Regions from separate parts of the Mus musculus genome. Here region 1 is linked to region 2. Evidence: chromatin contacts called from public HiChIP or PLAC-seq data. All regions are on one chromosome and are shown on one strand. The core of a region is the stretch at or near the end of the contact, and the rest is flanking DNA. Distances in the headings are between cores, read along the strand shown.

What was found. HiChIP or PLAC-seq counts read pairs in DNA pulled down with a chosen protein or histone mark.
Region 1: a contact with region 2 is called in a BATF HiChIP or PLAC-seq map of CD8 T cells, with 5 read pairs. The contact joins two enhancer-like sites. A contact is called at or near these places in 1 of 484 Hi-C or Micro-C datasets (the HPC-7 cell line) and 2 of 115 datasets of contacts at active chromatin or transcription factors (CD8 T cells and bone marrow-derived macrophages).

Annotation. Positions count from the first base shown.
Region 1 is chr17:44,649,633-44,656,792 of GRCm38.p6, reverse strand. All of the region lies in intron 4 of Runx2 (runt related transcription factor 2), which reads left to right. Among named protein-coding and RNA genes, the nearest start is that of Runx2, 83 kb to the left of the region's middle. Within about 2 kb of position 2,237, at least 94 of the 459 cell types and tissues checked have an H3K27ac peak or open chromatin away from gene starts, as enhancers often do. A contact at or near this core is called in CD8 T cells, the HPC-7 cell line and bone marrow-derived macrophages, where this site is marked.
Region 2 is chr17:44,428,033-44,434,746 of GRCm38.p6, reverse strand. No RefSeq gene overlaps it. Among named protein-coding and RNA genes, the nearest start is that of Runx2os3, 130 kb to the left of the region's middle. Within about 2 kb of position 1,791, at least 93 of the 459 cell types and tissues checked have an H3K27ac peak or open chromatin away from gene starts, as enhancers often do. A contact at or near this core is called in CD8 T cells, the HPC-7 cell line and bone marrow-derived macrophages, where this site is marked.

The DNA.
Region 1 (7,160 bases), core at 988-3,487, 220 kb before region 2:
TTGCTGAGCTTCATTGCTCTTCATTCTTTCTAGCCTCCTATGGGACTATGGGACTTTAAAATGGCCCTTTGAACCTGGCTGATGCTTGATCCACTTAAGAGGCCTAAATCTATGAGTAAAGTCACAGGAGAGCTCTGTAAGCCAGGCAGTGGTGGCGCACGCCTTTAATCCCAACACTTGGGAGGCATAGGCAGGCGGATTTCTGAGTTCGAGACCAACCTGGTCTACAAAGTGAGTTCCAGGACAGCCCTGGAACAGAGAAACCTATACAGAGAAACCCCGCCTCAAACAAACAAACAAAACAAAACAAACAACAACAAGAAAGCCGAGAACCTAAAGGTACTTTAGACATCCTTGAGCCAGACATTGGAAAGGCAGTGGGGGAGGGGCTACCTTTAACAGCATCCCTGCATGCAGACGTGTGAGTAAGCTTCTGAGAAAGCAGGGACTTATGGGGGGGCAGAGCATCTGCGAAGATCAGGAGTTTGACCTCCCCTTCTGCAGAATAGGTTCACCTCCAGTTGGCAGCAGTATCTCTCCACTACCATCCCTCTTGAGAGGGTCAGGAAGGTTGAGCTCCTTGCTCGCAGTTGCTTGGCATGTTAGAAGCAGCAGGACAGCTAATATTCCCTGGGTCCATTTCTTAAAATGAAATTATGGCATTCCACAGGTATTGATAGCATCCTAGAAGTCTGTCTTATAAGATACTGGTCCTTCACATGGGGGGCTTTGGTATTGGTGGGCCAATTAAGGATCAGTTGTTTTCACAGTTTTCTTCATTGTCCTCTTTTGGTCATGATAGCTTTTTCTCCAGCCTCCCAAAGCAAAGGTGTACAGGTGTATCTGGACATGCTCTGCTCTTGGTTGTGTGGATGTTCTTTAAATGTCCTCATGTTGTTGCGAGGATGCGGGGACAAAGATGCCTGCAAGTAGTAAAGGGTATGCCGAGTCTTTGAAACTAGACAAGCAGGAAATCCAGGAACACCCAGGACAGTAGCTACATCATGGGTGAATCTCAGGATTCACCTTCTTGTTTATTTACTAAGTGTGCTTTTGATCCCAGCACATGCAGAGAGCCCATCTTTGGCAGGGCAGAGAGCAGGGAAAAGTGCTTTTCTTCATCTACTCTAGCCAAAGAGGCTCATTTGGATCTTGGCCCTCACGCACCATGCTTTTCATAGTAGTCAGTCTACTGAGGAGGTGGAATTCCTCCCCAGATCTCTTCATTATCTTCCTGGGAAGAGCCTTTCTCCAAAAGCTCCTTTCCATTCTCTGAGCATTTGTGGGAATGCCACTGTTTCTCAGCTTCTGTGTATCTGTTTTTCTCCATTGGCTGGTGTGGACTTCTCTGAAGCAAAGAGTCTCACTAAATGTAGACTTGATGAGAATCCAATAGAGAAGAAATAGGTGCAAAAACAGCAGAACTGTATCATGATTTTCTTGTTAGCATGGACCGTGCTTTCTAATTTCTTATCCAGGCCATTCTTGTTTCCTGAAAGTGAACTATGGCAGAAACCACATTTCTATATAATTCTCTGCTGTTAAACCAGTTGGTTTCATACTAGAAGGAGCTGCAGAACTCACATTCTTGAGACTTGCCTAGAGTGGTAACTTCTTGGCATTTCCTATCGGCATTCTAGTTCATGTAATTCTCTGTTCAAGGATGTTTGTCACAGAGCCTGATTCTCTCTTGTTAGCTTGGTTCTCTTGAGGTGTTTACCCCCTCACAGCACACAGTGGTCATGGTTGTATGCGCATCTGAAGTTCTTCGTCTTGCCCAACATCAAAGGCAGATGACTTCTTCAGAGTCCCAGCACAGCAAAATGAAGTTCAAGGAAATAGTTAGTGCTTAGTGGTTCATAATTAGCCTTTTCTAATGTCTCTTGCAGTTCCTAGGGCCAAAGGTTCCAGCCATATGGTGGGCTGGCTTCTCTGCTGTGCCAGGCCGGTGGTGCCGCTCTGTTGATGTCTTTGATGGCTCATGTTCTTTCTGCCTGAGGGACCAGGGCCTCCCCACAGCTTCCTGAGGAAGTTGCCTCCTCCCCAACTCTTTTTTATCATTCTGACATCTGCTGCCTGTCTCTTGGCACCAGGAAACACCTAGCCTGTTGCAAATGCCAACCCCCTTTGACTCAGCATGTGGCAATGGTTTTGGAGGTTGAAGATGCCATGCTAGGAGGCGCTTCTCATGACAGCTGCCACTGTAAATTCTCTGTATGACACAGTTGTACGTAAAAGTAATTCTGGTGATTCATGCCCTTGGGCTCTGTGGGATGGAATTTTGATCTCATCACTGGAAGGACAGTATATACTGATATTTTTCTCTTAATCATTTATGCAGGAAGTCAATTGAGGCTTAATGTTTTGCTAGGCACTGTTGTAAGTGAATCAAATAGATGCAGTTTTTGCAATGGCTTTTATGAAATTTTGAAAATGCAGTGTTTTATATCTGCAGTCTACTTCATGTAATCTTCTGTGCAAATATGTTTTTATAAGAGGGCCTGGTCCTCTCTCATTAGCTTACATTTCAGTGACATTTACAGCCAATAAAGGAGTAGAACGAGTACACATGACATCGTTTCAAAATAAGTGTCCAGGAGCAGAAAATGAAGCACTTAGTACAGAGAGCAACTTAGGAGGAAGGGAAGCAACTAATTTCGATTGTAAAGTTGGGGAAGGAATCTTTGGAGACAGGCCTGTGAGGAGCAGCACGTAAGCAGTGGGAGGACTCATGCAGGTGGGAGGACTCTTGAGAATGAGCAGACTCAGAAAAGCAGGCCGTGGCAAAGCTATGGAGGACCTCAGAGGATGGGGCCACTGAAGGATAGGAACCAAGGGATGGGTGTTCTCTAATCACCGACATGTTTACATGCCACCTTCGGGTGCTCTGTATAGGGTGCATGCATCCCATGGGCCAACGGTAGAAGCAGGCTTATGGTCAAGGTGCTGCTCCAGGGGCTGATCTAATGACACTACAGGGAGTGTAGAACTTGGAGCTTTTTTACCTGGGCAGCTGGAGAACAGGGATATCATTTTATGGTGTGGGGGAAGACTTGGAGAAGGGTATGAGTTGTTAGTTAAATACTAAATGAAAATTAATTTTCCATGAATGTAGATGCTGGAAGTATTTAGGATAGTGTTTGTTTGTTTCTGGTATGACTTCCATTTTCAGTAGACCCTCAGGCAGGACTAGATTCTTGGGTATCTACTAGATGGGCCATTGTATCCTTTACAGTGGCTTTCTCCTCGTGGAATGTGCGTGCCGCTCATCTGACAGTTCACTCACAGTCTCTTTAGTAATATGCCACCATATCCCTACTTTTTCCTGGCATATCCTTCTGTTTATTGTTTTCCCCCAGACATTCTTTTTTCCAGACTTGGGCCAATTGCCATGCCTCTGCCAGGCCTCTTCTGGTCCACTCACTGAGTCAGGCTCCCTTGCCACCTTGTGCAACACTCCATTACATCACGTTCCATGTGGGGACAACGACTTGACCACACATTGTCTCTTGCATCAGATTTTCCATTTTTCAAACTCTGAGGCCATGTTATATTCATCGTTGTGTCCCTATTGTCTTCAGTAATGCCTAGGGCTTGGTGATAAATGAATAAATAGGTCATTGATTTCTTCAGGAAGTATGATGGAATATTATCCTGGACTTAGTCTTTGTAGTTTCTATTTGATTGGATTCTTATTAGCTATCATTTATTGTTGCATATCACGAGCCAGGCACTGTTCCAATGAGGTTAAGTCACAATCCTTCACAATGGGGCTTTTAGGTAGGCAGTATTGTTGTGGCAACCGAGGGCCAGAAAAATAAAGTAGCTCTCCCAGGATCCTACGTACAACTCCTGACTATTAAATAAAAGATTTAAGAAACATCCGCATAGTTCCAGGGCCAAATTGAATACTGTCCTGTGTGCTAGAGAAGACACACTTCTTAAAGGGCTACTTCTGGAGTTTCTGATCTGTACTTTAAAGTGTTTATTGATGCCTTAAGATGTTCTGCAAATAGATGTAGGTGGCTGAAGTCGACTCCATTGTTACAGTCGTTGTTTCTGAGTGTCAAATTTTTAGGAGGCAGCCACCTGTACCTCTATCAGGTTGAACATGTCATTAACCATCGAAGTGAACACGTGTCATGTGTGACCACTTCCATTTTCTGCTTTCCACTGGGTATTATTTAGGAACCCCAGGGAAGATGGTCTCCTAAAAGAGATACATGAGGAGTATCTAGCTCATACTTTAGTATGCAGCAAAATCATTGTTAATGATTAAAGTGTAGTTCTATAAAGCATGTGTTTATAACAATAATTTTAAAAATCATAACTAGGTGGAATGATTTACCAGATAGTCCAAGGCCATATAAATTGCACGAGCAGTTACCTCGATAAGGGTTAGGTCATCATCCTCCACTTCAATCTGATTCTGTAGTCCCTCGGGGGGAATAAAGCTCCTTTAGAAACTAAGAGGATCTCTAGCCAACTATGCTAGTGGGATTAACCTATGCACGCTTGGCTGACCTAGGCTCAGTCCACTGTTGCTTGTCCTGAAGCGTTTATCAGCATAATCCTCTCAGAAGTAGGACAGGACAGCTGAGTAGTGTGTGTCTCAAATTGCTATTCTCTTCAAATGCCAAGTGACCACATAGTTCTGGGAGGGGAGACAAGCCAGGAGGAGATGTGGGCATGGGTCGGATGGGGGTAGCTGTGAATGTGACTGACGGGGAACCCAAGAGAGGCTCAGACAGAGTGGCTGCTGGGTCCACCAGTATGGATTTGGAGAGGGAAGCAAGCCAATGTGTCCCTATTACCCAGAGGCACCATGGAGCCTAAAAGAGGTGAGGCCACCAACTCAAAAACAGCCACTCCATTGGAAGTCATTCTGTTTTCCATTGGTGGCACTGTGTTTGACTTTCTGCAGTCACCGGAAAGTCCTGTCCAGGCTCCTTCCTTTGAGAACCACTGGGCAGGGCGTCCAGGTAAATAGGCTTGCTGCTTCGCCCATGTGTGTGCCGGAAATCTCACTGGAGGAAGCTGCTGATCACAATTCTCATTTATAAAAAGAGCACAAATCCTGTGTGTAAACACTGTCTCCTGTCTGTTAGCTGTGGGAGGCAGGTTCTGCGCACAGTCGAGATGAAGCGTGAGTTCCCGTCTTTAAAGAGCAAGGCTCCTGGGAGGGACTGGCAGCCACAGGCTCATGCTGTTCTTTGGCCTGTCAGTAATGTCCACAAAGTGACGTGGAGAAGGTGCTCGGATTTCTGTCTGATGGGATTCCCTTAGTCTCTGTAGATTGTATTAGAATCAGAGAGGGATGATTATCTGAGAACAATCAAATTCTTGTCCCAAAGACTCCATTTTGTATTTTCTTCTTTCTGGACTCATCTAGTAATAGCAAGAAGAATCTGTGTGCTACCTCTTGCTTCATTCTGGTTGAATCTGTCTTTAGGTTTCTCTCCAGAGAACGTGTTGATTTCATTCTTCCATTCCTTTCTATGACATCATCTTTTTTCCTTATAGTTTCATGTTGGTTTTACGTAAATGTATGTAATATATGTATATGATCATGTATGTAATATATGTATACATGCTATTCCTCTTTATTAGTTGCCTAGGGACCTTGCTCACCACCTTTTGCTTTCAGTGATGGCCTGGAGGCCAAGGCTCAGGGGACTGCAATGGATGGGAATATACAACCAGAAGGCAATCCAGGGGGAGGCTGTCAGACACATCTGACCTAGGTGGGGTAGGCTATATTTTGATCATCCTTAAGTTTCTGGGGCTTCTCGCAGAGACCCACTGTGCATTGCCCATGTGGAGTGAATGACAATAATAATGTATTATGTATTTTCAAGCCAGAAGCATGTTCTAAGCCATTCTTAATTTGATATATTGAACATATAAATTATATGTGTATGTATGTATAATACTTAATACTCATTTGTATGTCATATTTTATCACTTAACATATAAAAACGTACTCCAGGAACAAAATTTCATAAGTCTATGCACTTATAAACATCTAGTTAATTTTTGGAGGTCTCGTTCAATCAGGACCTGCTTTCTCATAGTTTAGAAACAATTGGCTTCCATGGAATTTAACACAACAGCCTTGGCAGAGGTTGTCAGTGATGACTTATCTAGTGACTAAGAAAATTGGAGCCTGAGGAGATTTTTTTGAAATCCACTGAGCTGAAATAGGAAATCTATGTGTCTGGTAGCAAGCTTTGACAGGGTGGCTTTAAGTGGGGAGAGGTGGAAAGCTTTGGGAGGTGTTAACTTAGGTGTGAGACATTATCAGAGTGAAGAGAGGGAAGGGGAAAGGCTTAAAAACTTGACTTGCTTTTTAATTGCTGGTTGTGGTGACTTTTGGGGATCACATGTGGCTTGCAGTCTGTGGGGAACTCTGCCGTTGGATTACCCCACCCCCTGCCCCCCAATCCTGTCTCTCGCAGTTGACCAGAGCAAGCCCTGGCTGGACTGGCTCAGATCCCTCTTTGATACTTGTTCTATGGTTCAAATTCTTCATCCAGTGATTATTCCTCACACCTACCTCACTGTGAAGCTTGGAAAGATGGCTTCTAACCCTTCTGGGCTATGGTAAAAATAACAGACAGATGTAGGACCAGATTGCTAGTAGATGTTTTCTTCAAAGCTGGCTTTGGTTTGAATTAATGACCACTTCCTGGTAGACCTCTTTGCTGCTTATACATCACAGAGGAAGCATCTACCTTGCTAAGATTCAGGTACGCCATAGGCCCGTGCACTTTCTACTAACCGGTTGCCCTCCGAGTCCTGGGGGCAACTTTTAGGTGAGCCCCTTCTGCCTTCTGAGTTTCATGGTAATCAAGTGTGAAAAAGTGTTTTGTATCCAGGCTTTTGAGCAGGACGTCAGTGCTTTTTTAGTGGACTGGAGGCATGCTGATGCTAGCAATGGCGCCAAAATAGTAATCAGAACCAAGAGTTTTACCGACAGCAAAGACATTTTCAGAAAAAGAAAGATGGAATAAAGGGTTATAAACGCACGCACGCACACACACACACACACACACACACACACACACACACACACACACACACACACACACTGTCTTCAATCTTTGGTATAGTTTAGTATCACCTGAGGGAGACTGTAAAAAGGTTCTTCAGCTTTGAAT
Region 2 (6,714 bases), core at 542-3,041:
CACAGAAAGTAGAAGAAATAAATCTCTCTTCTCAGCACTGGCTCTGAAGGCAAGCCGAGGAGAGCACAGGGCCTTGGGAGGATTGACACTCAAGGGGAGAGGGGAAAGGCTCCTCAATATGCAACAGGCTCAGGGGACCTGGGGAAAGAAGTCAGTCTGGGGTCTGCTGCGGGGCACTGTGAGGGTCTAAGCCAAGACAGGAAGAGCACAAACCCCACCATTAATAAATGTGTCACTCTTACCTGTCAAGTGGGCCCCTTCGGTGAGAGTCACAGTGGTGTGAAATACAGAGCTTACTTGCCTTAACTCCTCATTTTATGGGCTGGAGGAAACCCATCAGCCAACTAGCCATGTGAAATTTGCTCGATGCTCCTGGCTCACCGAATGGTTAGAGATGAGTCCCAGGCCCTATGCCTTAGGTATTTTCCTTGCTGCTGTGGCAAAAATATTAGACAAAATGAGAGCTAAGGAAGGAAGGGTTGGTTTATTTTGGCTTGTGGTTTGAGGGTTCAGTCAATCATGGCATCCCCATGGCAGTACAAGTGTAAACTGACCGCTCACACTGCATTCCTAGGCAGGAAGCAGAGAGATCTGAATGCTTGCTCCACTCTCTTAATCGTTTTTTGTTCAACCTAGAACCTCAGTCCATCGATGGCACTGATCATGGGGCATCCTACCTCAACTAACCTAATCTGAACTCTCCCACACGGACACAGGCCCAAGAGTTGTCTCAGTTTCAACCACTACACTCACCAAGCCTCAGAAACAATCCTTGGGCAGAAGAGTGAGATCTCTAGCGAGGCGTATCTGAGATATTCCACAGCATTGATTTTGATGAGCCAGTCAGGTTCAACAGCAAGGGTAGACATAGGGCAGACCAATTATCTGAGCCGACGGGTTTCCTTTGTGACCTAGGACATGCCTTGGTGCCATGGTGCGCATGTGGAAGTCAGAAGACAACTTGTAGTAGTCAGTTTTCTCCTTCTGCCATATGGTTGTTGAGGGATGAGACTCGTGTCATCAAACTGGGTGGCAAGTATCTTCACCCACTGAGCCAGAACCTTGCTGTCTTTCAAAGAGACCTTTCAAGAGATACTTGATGCTTGATACTAATCCCCAAATATCCCTGGCTCCCCAGCAGATCTGCTCCTCTTTCCCTTTTCATGGTAGTGCCCATCTTTGTGTACACTGACCTGTTTACATATTCATCATGTCATCATGTGACACTCCCTGTTTGTATGTACAGTTCCTACTTTCAGGAATTCTGGCCCTATAATGTGTGGCACATAGTAGGTGGTTTTTCAGTGTTTATGAATTCAGAAACAAATGAAAGTATTTGGATCAGGTATTAGGCCAGGGCTTTCTCTAATCCTGGATGCATCTCCTCTAGGCAGGCTGTATCATTGCCACTTCACACATGGAAAAAAAAATTCAAGGCTTAATGAATTTAATGGGTTGCTGGAGGCTGTCTGGGCAGCTTGGGGAAAGAGTCTCCTAAAGGTCACTGGCAAAGGTGCAAAGGGAGGCTAGAAAGCAGTTGCTTCTTTACCCTCCCTCTCCTGTCCCCTCTGTGGTCCAGGTCTGGGCTTCCAGAAATTTCTTTTGAAGGAGAAGCCCTGCACTCTGTGGTTCTTGAGGCCCTTTCTGGCTTTGCTGTGGGTTCCTGCAACCTGAAGTTCCAAACAGAGGCATTTGCTAATTTCCTGAAGAAAGCTGCAGGAAGTCTTGTCCCTGGGTAAAAGCTGTTCACAGTAGGTGAGAAAAGGGGAAGTTTTCAGACCACCACACACTTGGAGGTTTCATTTTCAGTGTTGTGTGGAGCTGACAAACAAACCTGAGTTGGCTCTCCTCCCTGTTTCCCTCCTGCCCTGGCCCAGCTTCCCCCCCCCCCTCTTTTCCAGATTCCTGTGAGTGTTTGGTTAACTTTATCCCCTCCTGTGTTATTGTTGTTGTACCACATATTAATGCAGGGCTTCTGTAGCCGGCAGAGTACGGTTGAGTTACAGTAACAAGCTACAAGCTGGAGGAAAGGGCTGCGGTTTCTGGCTGGTCCTGTCCCAGATATCCACCCTCACATCTGGATAAGCGATCATGTGACAGCTCAAAAAGCCAGCAGCATGTCCTGGAGACCATAAAAAATGGGGTCTGTTAAATTAAAAAGGCTTTAACTACTGGCTCAGCTGGTTTGGGGGGGGGGTCTTTCATTTTCTCCCCTCTCTTTTCTGCCTCTTTCTCTCTCTCTCTCTCTGTCTTTTTTCATTGCTCCAGAATGTGTTGAAAGATTTGTGATTGCTATATACTTAATTTAATATCGTGAACCTATCATATTGTAAATTTGTTTGCATGCTTTTCTGAAGTCTAGCCAGCTCTTCTCCATTTTCCTAAGTTAACACAGGGCTTTGTCAATTCTGGGATCAGGACTGGATGTCCTGGTAATAAACACTCCAGAATAAAGAGTCTCTCTTCCAGTTTCCCCAACACCCTATCATCTCGCTGCCCTCTCCCCGCATCCTCCCCCCCCTCCCATAAAGGCAGACTTCAAACTCCTGGTCAAAGCATGCCTCCTTCTTCTTCTTCTTCTTCTTCTTCTTCTTCTTCTTCTTTTTTTTAAACCATCTTTAAGGAAGATCCTGTAGGGCAACCGGCTTTAAAATAGTACTAGTTAATAGAAATGTCATTGTTCTTGTTGGATAAAGTCCAGAACAGATTGGAAGTAAAACACATCTTGAGATGTTAAACAGCAAAGCACCAGCAACCTCAATTCCTACAACTCAAAACAAACCAAAAAGCAAAGCAAAACAAAGCAAAGCAAAACAAAACAAAACAAAAAAACCCAAAACTCTTATTTTCATTTTCTTGCACAAATAAAACATTCTTGTGTTGCCCACTGGACATATCCTTCTCTCTGATTTACCACGATTGCAAAAACCAGGATTAAACAAGGCACCCGTTCCAAAACCAAAAGTCTGTTTTCTCAAACTATCAAAGAGAGAATAACTTTGGAAGGGAGTGCATGATAGAAGATGAGAGGCAAGCAGTGCCTGGTTTCTGGTAAAAGAATAAACAGCCAATTAGGAAAAGTGCTCTCTCCCAGCATCCGTGCTATCTGTTGGCGGTGGCTCACTTTTCAGTTTAGGGGAATGTAACAGAAACAATACCAGTAAAACCCTAGCAGCTTTGGGTCTCTTACATGACACGTCATCTTACTTTAACCCGTGAACCAATCAGGTCGGTATTTTCAGTAGACCATAGGCTTCCTATGAGCCCCCATCTATGTGTCTTGCTCACTATCTGGCCTTCAGGGTGCAGAGGAATGAGGGGCCCTTTAACATTGCTATTCATTTTCATGTTGGGGGCCTCTATGCCTCTCTAGATGCACACTCCATGCTCACCTGGGCTGGGCTCCAGAACAGCAAGTGTCACCTGTGTTTCTAGGATCCTTATGACCTATGCTCATGGGCTCTCTATACCTGTGTCCATGGGCACTTTGTGATTTGCACTCAAAGGTTCTCAATGATCTGTGCCCACCGGGCTGTCTATGACCCATGCCCATGAACCCTCAATGACCTTTGTAATAGGATCTCTGCAATCTGTGCCCAGGGTGCCTTCTGTGACTTGTATCTATAGGTCCTCTGTGCTCTGTGTCTAAGGACCTTCTATGACCTGTGTTCATTGCTCCTCTGTGTACATGGGCTCTATATGACCCTGTGACCTGTATCCACAGGGTCTCTATGGTCTGTGCCTATGGGCTCTAATTCCTTGTCTCCCCTTTGAACACAACCCATTGAGGTGATCGGAATAAACCATCATTACAGATTGACCGAATGCCTCCACTGAGCCTGTAGCTCCTGTCAGGCCCAGAGGTGGTGAAGACTCCCTTCGCATTCTGGTCTGACAGTCCTGAGCTGTGTTTGCAATAATCCTACCACTAAACCCATAAACACCTTCATTGAGGGCATCCATTTCCTCCTTTATATCCAACTGAGATCTCGGAAGAAATTAAGATTTATTGGCTAGACCACGAAGGTTCCATTACAGAGCTCCATGCCTGTGGACAGTTGCAGTAAAGTGGTCCATCGTCTCCTCCCATCACTGAGTCTTGGGAGATGCGGTAACTGCCCCCTCCCCCAACCTAAAAGGTCCAAGTAAATGTTAGAGATGTTTCGCCACCAAGACAGGAGCAGTTCCAGTCCATCCTTATGCAGGTTTCTTTGTGGTTCCCGGTGTGATCTGCCACCTAGGGACGGTAGAGTCACTGTAGAACCAGCTACCTACTCATCCTGTCAATCAAATTTACTCATTCATCATCCTGTACGAACTGAAAAACGCCCACAATACACCACAGATACGGGATGCCAATTTTATTTTATTCTGAATGCTACCTAGTAGGTTCTTCAAACACGGCATTCCAGAAAGTTCTGAAGCAGTCCAGTGTCAAGGAGAAGGAGAGTCAGGGTCGACTATTAATGTCCATTATTGGTATAGAAGTGAAACATACATTGTGAATATATGTGAACATAAATTCACACAATCAGAGTTTGACATCACTGTGTTAGATGACTGGGGTAAGTGAAAAGAAAAAGAAAAGAGAAAAAAGAAATCACACCAAACAAACACCAAAACCCGAAACCCAGACCTCCTGGTAGGAGGCTTATCTTTGTTCCACTTCTGTGGGCTCTGGGTTAAAACTCAGTGTTTTCTCAAGGACTTCTGATGTTCCGTAACTGCCTTGCCCTCCAGACAAATCACCCCAGCGGTGATTTGATTATACCAAGGCGTAGCTCACCAGACGGTGCCTGTTTTCATTATTTACAGTCAATATTGTATTTTCTGGGTTAGAAAATACAAATTAAATGGAAAGTTTTTCATCTACTTGCTTGGCATGTAAATCGCAGCCCACGATGACTAGACAGTTCCCAGACTTAATTAAGATGAAGGCTCACTAAGCAAGGGATTGAAGAAAATCTTTCTTCACGGACCTATCTTCCGGCCCTTTAATAAGGAAGTAGACACATATCAGGAAAGTTACTCCCTGAAGCCTCTTGATTTGGTTACAGTCTATTGTAAAAGATGTCCATAGCTCTACTCAAGACGTTAGACTGACGTAAAGATTTCCTGGCGTCCAACTTCCGGTGTCCTGGAAATTCATTCTTTGGGCGATCAGATTTCCTGGTGGCCCTGCTTGGCACCTGCTCCTCTTTCCTGAGTACTCTCTTTGCTGCTGTCTCAGTTAGTAGCCCTGGGCAAACCACCTGCACACACTTCTTGGGCCCGATGGGAAGGAATTAGACAATTAAGAGACAATACAGGTGTTCTCAGGTTCAGTTAGAGTTAGTTCCCAACGAACTGAAAGCTAAAAACATCAGAAGACGAACAGCTCCTTAATGATTTCAACATCATCCACCTGTTTGCCCTCACAGTTACGTGGCCGACTGGAAAGTGCAGCTCCACTCCACTGCCCCAGCATCTCAATCGAGTATCACTGTGAAGATTTCCAGAGCAAGCAAAGAGAAAAATTCCCAAATCAAAGTGATATAATATTGCGTCATCTTAATAATGGAAGATTTTACATTGACTCCTCTTGTGTTGGACACTCAGGATTTGCTAAGCCAGGCTGTGTTCAAACTGTATTTATTTCACAGAAGGAAGCCAAATACTTTATAGCAAAGATCAGGAAAAGAAGAAAAGAAAGAAGCCGAGTAGTAAATCCTTCACCTAGAAGGCCCTGAGTGTTCTGTTGCAGCCGGTCAGCTTTATCACTGTGATCTAAAAATGGGAGAATAAATAGTGTAAGAACAATTCGGATATTTTCAGGTTCTAGTCGCATGCATCTCACTTATAAAGACCAGCGGTGAGTTCACTTTGACTGTGCCTGCTTCATTTAAATTGCCCTGTTTGATCCAGGCAATAATTCTACAGCGACTACAAAGTGTACCGAGTCACTCTCACAGACTGTCCAGGAAGCATTTGATCCAGGATTCAGACCTTGACTTGGGAAGCCCCTTTAAACTGCTCGTCTGGGTTTCAGGAAGTAAATTTTCTTACCTGCACCAGGCCTCCTGGGACTCCCCCAGCCCAGCCCAGGTGAGGCCTTTCTCAAATTCCCTTTCTGAAAAAGGCTGCCTTTCTCGGATACTGGTTTCCCCCTAACTCATTTTCTCCAGCACCGATTCTGACCTTGACCCTAGCCAGTCATAAGTCCTCTTTCAGTTCAAGTATTAAGCCCTCTCCCAGACAGGGGTTTATCGAAAATGATACAATAGGAATGAAGTCCCATGCCCCAAAGTAGAGAGCTTCCATTTGAACATCTGCTCAATAAACTAGCGGCCTTAGCCCTATAGCTTTAAATCCAGAGCCCTTGGTCCACTGTCCATTTGCCATTTGACTCTAAACATATCAAATCTCTTGATTTCTTATCTCTTGATAGTGATTTAAAACAACAAGCACAACTTTTACCCGTTCCTTTATAATGGACTGACAGTGAGTGAACCTGGCCCTCTGAAGAGCAGGAACACACAAGCAAACCTCGGTGGATAGGCTTTAGTCATGATGCGTGCTTTTCCTCATCCTGTTCTACATGCGTGAGTGTAAGCAGGCCCACAGACAGAGACCTGCATGCATGCACTCAGGCACGCATCTCCCCCTCCCCTATTTAGTGGTGGCCTTTCCTTGACAGTGGTGGGGTAGCTAGCTTTTAGTCAGCAGGCTTTGCCT